Linked DNA regions of Mus musculus: region 2 is linked to region 1. Evidence: chromatin contacts called from public HiChIP or PLAC-seq data. All regions are on one chromosome and are shown on one strand. The core of a region is the stretch at or near the end of the contact, and the rest is flanking DNA. Distances in the headings are between cores, read along the strand shown.

Evidence for each region. HiChIP or PLAC-seq counts read pairs in DNA pulled down with a chosen protein or histone mark.
Region 2: an H3K27ac HiChIP or PLAC-seq map of differentiating embryonic stem cells shows a contact between it and region 1, with 2.8 times the contacts expected there. The contact joins two enhancer-like sites. A contact is called at or near these places in 3 of 115 datasets of contacts at active chromatin or transcription factors (differentiating embryonic stem cells, embryonic stem cells and extraembryonic endoderm stem cells).

The regions. Positions count from the first base shown.
Region 1 is chr14:19,775,984-19,778,914 of GRCm38.p6, forward strand. Nid2 (nidogen 2) reads left to right here. Exons shown (of 21, transcript NM_008695.2): 5 at 2,013-2,162; 6 at 2,755-2,931. Among named protein-coding and RNA genes, the nearest start is that of Nid2, 26 kb to the left of the region's middle. Within about 2 kb of position 1,553, at least 27 of the 459 cell types and tissues checked have an H3K27ac peak or open chromatin away from gene starts, as enhancers often do. A contact at or near this core is called in differentiating embryonic stem cells and extraembryonic endoderm stem cells, where this site is marked.
Region 2 is chr14:20,207,087-20,210,152 of GRCm38.p6, forward strand. No RefSeq gene overlaps it. Among named protein-coding and RNA genes, the nearest start is that of Kcnk5, 27 kb to the left of the region's middle. Within about 2 kb of position 1,500, at least 50 of the 459 cell types and tissues checked have an H3K27ac peak or open chromatin away from gene starts, as enhancers often do. A contact at or near this core is called in differentiating embryonic stem cells and extraembryonic endoderm stem cells, where this site is marked.

The sequences.
Region 1 (2,931 bases), core at 303-2,802:
AATAGCAATAAGTAGTTTTCTCCATAGAAAAGCCTGTGATATTCTTGTCACGATCTATTCTGCCTTTTTTTTTTAAGTTTTGTCTTTTTTTTTATTTAAAAAAAAGTTAATGCCTATCACTTGTTGAAAAGTTGAGTTATGACTAATTTTCTATTTCTGTCAAGCTGGGCTCACTCAGCGTAATCACTGACTCCATTCTGACAGGTCAGCTTTTCTCTTTAACCAAGGTGTTCTAAGCTGATGAGCCCTCAGCTTGCTGCTTCCCAGGATGTCTAATTGCTAAAGGAATGTTCTCACTGCTCTCAGCACTTCTCAATAAGTATTTTACTTTTAATGTCTGTCTGTGTTTGGGAATGTGCACGTGAGTGTAGGTGCAAAAGTAGGCCAGAAGAGGGCAGTAGATCCTGTGGAGCAGGAGTTACCACCCATGGGAGTTCTGGGAACCAAACTTGGGCCTTCACTACTCCTCACCGCTGAGCCACCTCCAGTCCCCTTCGCCACTTCTTACCTGTGTGTTTTCTCTCAGCATGCTGCAAACGCCCGTTAGTTGTTAACCTTCAGTTGTAGCCCTTAGTGTTAGTTGGATTACCCCTGGGGGGGTAGTAGGGATCTGGACCTTCAGAATTCAGACTCATGTGCTTGCTGCACTCATGACTTCTTCAGGTGACTCACCGCAATCCTCTGCTTCTGTTTCTTTATCTGGAAAACAGATTAAAAGTAGCACTTGCTGCCCCCAGCTCTGGTGCAGCTGAGGGTTAATGTTAAAGCCGATGGTGTATTTCAGCCTGCTTAAATGTTAGCTCTGTAAATCTTGTGTTTGCTGATGCAAGGCTTTGTCGCGGCTGCATTGTTACACATCGGGAAGCTAGATCTTCTCATTGTCTTGGTTTTTGTTCTCGCCTGGGGTATTATTCTCAGTAATACTGAGTCTTCAGTTTTTTCCACCCTGGCCTGTTCCTTGTTTTCAAACATAGCCCTGGAAGGCCACCACAGCCTGTTTCTTTCCAGAGCTGACACTCAGGCCAGCATCAGTGGCTAAAGTGCACTAAAACTCTTTGCCCTTCCTGCTTGATCAGCGTTCTCTAGGTGTCTCCAGACTACCCTGACTTCTGGGGGATGGGAGGCAGAAGCATGCGCAGTACCCTGCCTCCTAGTGGCCGTGCTTGGAATTGAGGTATTGCCCAGCATCCTAGCGGAAAGCACTCACCTGCCTGTGACCCAACTTTCAGGCACACTTTGGCCATTTCTTCTGCAGAGGATAGCGTGATGGCATTGAGGGCAGGCTCCTCTCGTTCTTGCTCTCTCCGTTTCGTCTCCCTCTTGCACAGCTACCTCTCTGTAATGGGAAGAGAGTGTGGGAGATTTGGGGGTCGAGCTTCCTCTGGTGCAGGGTGGTTTTGTGGAGATTCTGTGGACTAGGCTGTTTCTGTTGCATGAAAGTCATCCTCAAGCTGGGAAGCACAAAGCCTGCAAGGACCTGGGGCTCCTCAGTCCTGTTTCTTGTCGTCTCTCTTCCCTCCCCAGTCCTGCATTTGACGGCAAGTGTTGACGCAGCAAGTGTGTGTACATCCTTTAAGCTTGGGTTCCATAAGAGTTAGACAGACCTTGGTTCTTAGTTCCTCTCTTTTGACTTCCTCTCAAAAGATTACTCTTACATTGAGTCATACAAAATTGCCAGTATTTGGCCTTTTTTTCTCCCCACCTCACCAAATAGTGATTTCACAAATTTCACTCTAATGCGCGCTTACGGTTTGTCTGCAAGGCTGCTCTCAGGCCACTCAGCTCACCCTCATTGTAGTAAGACCCAGTTGGCCGCAATGATCTGAGCATCTTGCCAGAACATATAAAGTTAATCCCTCAGGCTGAATGTTATTCCCATCTTTGTAGCGTCAAATCTATTTGTTTATTACAGTCCAAGCCGTTTTACGGAGCGCTTGTGACGTCTGGCGAAGCTTGGTAGTAGCGATGCTGGAATCCTTTGGCTTTCTAATGCTCTTTGCTTTATTCTTCAGTCTTCACGTATAATGGCGCCAACCTGGAAACCTGCGAACACAGCCACGGCCGGTGCTCCCAGCATGCCTTCTGCACCGACTACACCACTGGCTTTTGCTGCCACTGCCAGTCGAGGTTTTACGGAAACGGGAAGCACTGCCTGCCAGAAGGTGATTGACAGGCCGGGGCTGCTGCATGTATATTGTTGACCCCTGCCTGTTTCCAGTTCCAGTGTGGGTTCTGCTTGGTGTCCTTACATCTCTGATGCCTGAATCCCAGCACCAGTGACTTTCAAGGGTTCAGGGGATGACTGAGTGATAAATACGTTTGGACTGGTTTCCCAATTTGAGAGTGACTTGAAACGTTTCTATTTTGCCCTCTTTCTAGCTTGGTAGAGCTAAAGGGGAGGGTGAAGAAGGGGAATGGAAGAGAGACAGGCAGGACTGGGTCATAAGTGAGGAACCGATCACAGAAGGGACTTGTTAAATGTCGCTCTAACTATGACTGTAACACTGTTGAGACAGGAGAAGCAGGAGGGTTGAGAGTTGAAGGCTAGCCTAGATTTTATCACGAATCCTCAGTTGGCGTCTACAGAGAGCTTATTGCAAGGAAACCCAAACCAACAGTGAGAACAGCAATAATAGTAAAGAAATGTCTCCAAAGAGTGAGCATGAGGCGTGGTCAGGAGAGTGGGCTCATCTGTGTACACCGGTCCCCAGCCTGATGGGGGCCAAGGCTGAAAGGATTGCTTTTGTCTTTCAGGGGCACCTCACCGAGTGAATGGGAAAGTGAGTGGTCGCCTCCGAGTGGGTCACATTCCTGTGCACTTCACTGACGTGGATCTACACGCTTACATCGTGGGCAATGATGGCAGAGCCTACACTGCCATCAGCCATGTCCCACAGCCGGCAGCCCAGGCCCTGCTCCCTGTCCTGCCCA
Region 2 (3,066 bases), core at 250-2,749, 430 kb after region 1:
TCTCCAGCTCCTGGTTCTCATTGTTTTCTGATAAAATCTCCCTATGTGCTGGGCGTGGTGGCACACGCCTTTAATCCCAGCACTCGGGAGGCAGAGGCAGGTGGATTTCTGAGTTCGAGGCCAGCCTGGTCTACAAAGTGAGTTCCAGGACAGCCAGGGCTATACAGAGAAACCCTGTCTCAAAAAATTAAAAAAAAAAATCTCCCTATGTTATCCAGGCTGGCCCCAAAATAATGATTCTCCTTTTCCAGTCTTCCCAAACTAGGATCACAGACAGGCAACCTTGCCTGGTTTTAGCATCTTGTTTGCTTTGCTCTCTAAAGAATACCCAGCCGTTACATTAACACTGAATCTGGTACACAGTTGAGGCTTAATAGATATTCATTGAGAGAGAGAGAGAGAGAGAGAGAGAGAGAGAGAGAGAGACAAGGGAGGGCTGGCTGTGGTGGCACATACATGTCATCCTATCCCTTGAGAGGTGGAGATAGGAGAGTCAGGAGTCCCATGTCACCCTTAGCTATATATCAAGTTCAAGGCTAGCCTGGACTATGTGAGCTCCTGACTCTGTTGTGGGAAATATCCAAAGATGCTTAGACATGGGTTTAAGCCAATAATAGAAAGTCTTTATTACCTGGCTGGCAACTACAATGGGTGTTCGAAATCCCAGTGTAGTTCCAAGCCTTTCTCAGGGTGAGTTTTCTAGTTCATACACACACACACACACACACACACACACACACACACACACACAAATGTCCTGGCATGACATACTTCAGTTAACAAAAACAGTTAGCCAGAAGCAGAACTATGGAAGCCAAAAAGCAAGGTCAGGTACATTTAAAGACTTTCTCATAACTGTGGACTTTGATGGATTAAGTCTGGTTTTCATTTTGACAGGTGGCGCTGTCTAGAACATGCTGAGTTTTACAGCCTGAATGGCACTTCCATCATGGAGTCAGTTGGGCTAAGGTCTTAAGGGCTCTGTTACAATGAAGCTCTGGGGGTCTGTTACAATCTCAGCAAATCAAAACCAACACAAATGAATTACGGACGCTAAGTTCCTTGTGAGTGGACAGCACCACATGCCTCCCTTTCCTTGAGTCTTTATCTAACTGAAAATTCCAAAGCTGTGGCTGAGTGACTCCCTGTTCACTTCTCATTGTCAGATCTTGTTCATCTTCGGCCCAGAACAAACACCTAGGCTATTGAACTGCAGCCGACCCCACATTTGCCATGACTCTGTAAATTGAGGATTGCGATTTCTAATCCCCATTTCCAAAGTGAAAACCGAAGCCCACCAGGCGATGGGAACATTCAGCCAGGAAAGCAGGAAGCAAGTTAGTGCAGTCAGAAGCCCTGTAGGAACAGTTCCCAGGGTCTGAGCAAGCAGGGCGCGAGGCCCTGTTGTTTGATAGTCTCTGTATAAACAGACAGCAGGGCAGTGCTTTGGTAACTGCCACAGAAGATAAGGCCCAGGTCGTAAAGCCTCCTGGCTGGCCTTCATTCCAGCTGAGCCTGTGTCTGCTGTTTGCTCAGGTGTGGCCCCTCCCTGGCTGCAGCACAGATTGCAGCAGTGGTTGCCCTGGGGAAGAAGGGGTTAAAACGTGGGCGTTGAACCGTAAATAAGCACAGGTGCCATGGCAACAGTGTCACCCCTGTGCAAGTGCCCAGGCTGGAGCAGTCACTGCTTCACTATTGCTGAGACTTCAAGACACTCTGCAAAGCACTTGGGTACATTTCATTCATTCATCCATCCATCCATCTACTCATTCATTCACTTTTTATTTTTTTTGAGACAGGGTCTCACTATATAGTCCAGCCTGGCCTTGAACTCATGCCCATCCTGTCTCAGACTCTAGTATACTGAGATGACAGGTGTACATCACCACACCCAGCATTTACAACTTTTTCTTCTTCTTCTTCTTCTTCTTCTTCTTCTTCTTCTTCTTCTTCTTCTTCTTCTTCTTCTTCTTCTTCTTCTTCTTCTTCCTCTCCCTCTCCCTCTCCCTCTCCCTCTCCCTCTCCCTCTCCCTCTCCCTCTCCCTCTCCCTCTCCCTCTCCCTCTCCCTCTCTCTCTCTCTCTCTGCAAGTGTGTTTGCTTGTTCCACAACAGGTGTATGGAAGTCACAGGACAACTTAAAGGAGTCCAAGTCAGCTCTCTTCTTCCGTCTTGTGGGTTCTGGGGGTGGAATTCAGGTCATTACACTTGGTGCTTGAAATAGAAACACATGATGACATTAAATGTCTGTAAACAAGCAAGCACCTATACCTGATAAAAATTTTTTTCTAGTTTATTTATGTTTATGAATGTCCTGCCTACAGATATGTATGTGCACTACATGCAAGCGGTGCCAGTAGAGGCTACTACATTCATGCTGGGATTCAAACCTGGATCCTTTGCAAGAGTAGCCAATGCTCTTAAACCATGGAACCATCCTGAATTAGCAAATACCAAACCATGTTCCTGAGAAAAACAGCAGATCAGGTTCTTGTGAGTCACTGGCCACAATATTTTCTTCAACCGATGGACACACAACCTCATCATGTGTTTCTACTCCAAGATGCCTTTTTAACATCTTTTTGCACCTTGAACTTGTGGTTGGATCCTGAGTAAAGTTGAGTCCAATTCAGTGCTTTCTGGCCAGGTATTTCACAGTCTCCCTGTGCTCAGAAAGGCCAAAGAGTTACTCAGCCTGGCACCCAAAGTCTATTTTAAGCTTCAAAATGACCCCCCCACACACACACACACGTCATGAACTGGATTTTAAAAAGGTCCTTTGTTGGTGCATGAGAGCTGAAATAAGGCAGACTGTGGCCTGCCTCACCTCAGCAGGGAGAACCTGTGCTCTGAGCAACTCTGGTTTTTCACAGCTTGTACATTTCCAGGTGTGGCTGCTAAAGAGGTAGGAAAATCGAGTTTGGGGTGAAATTCTAGCCAGTATAGACAGATTCCTAAGTACAGAATCTGCCAATAAGGAGAATCGTGTGTGTGTGTGTGTGTGTGTGTGTGTGTGTGCGCACAAGCACGTGTGTTATCTTTGCAAAACACTCCATACACACCCCTAG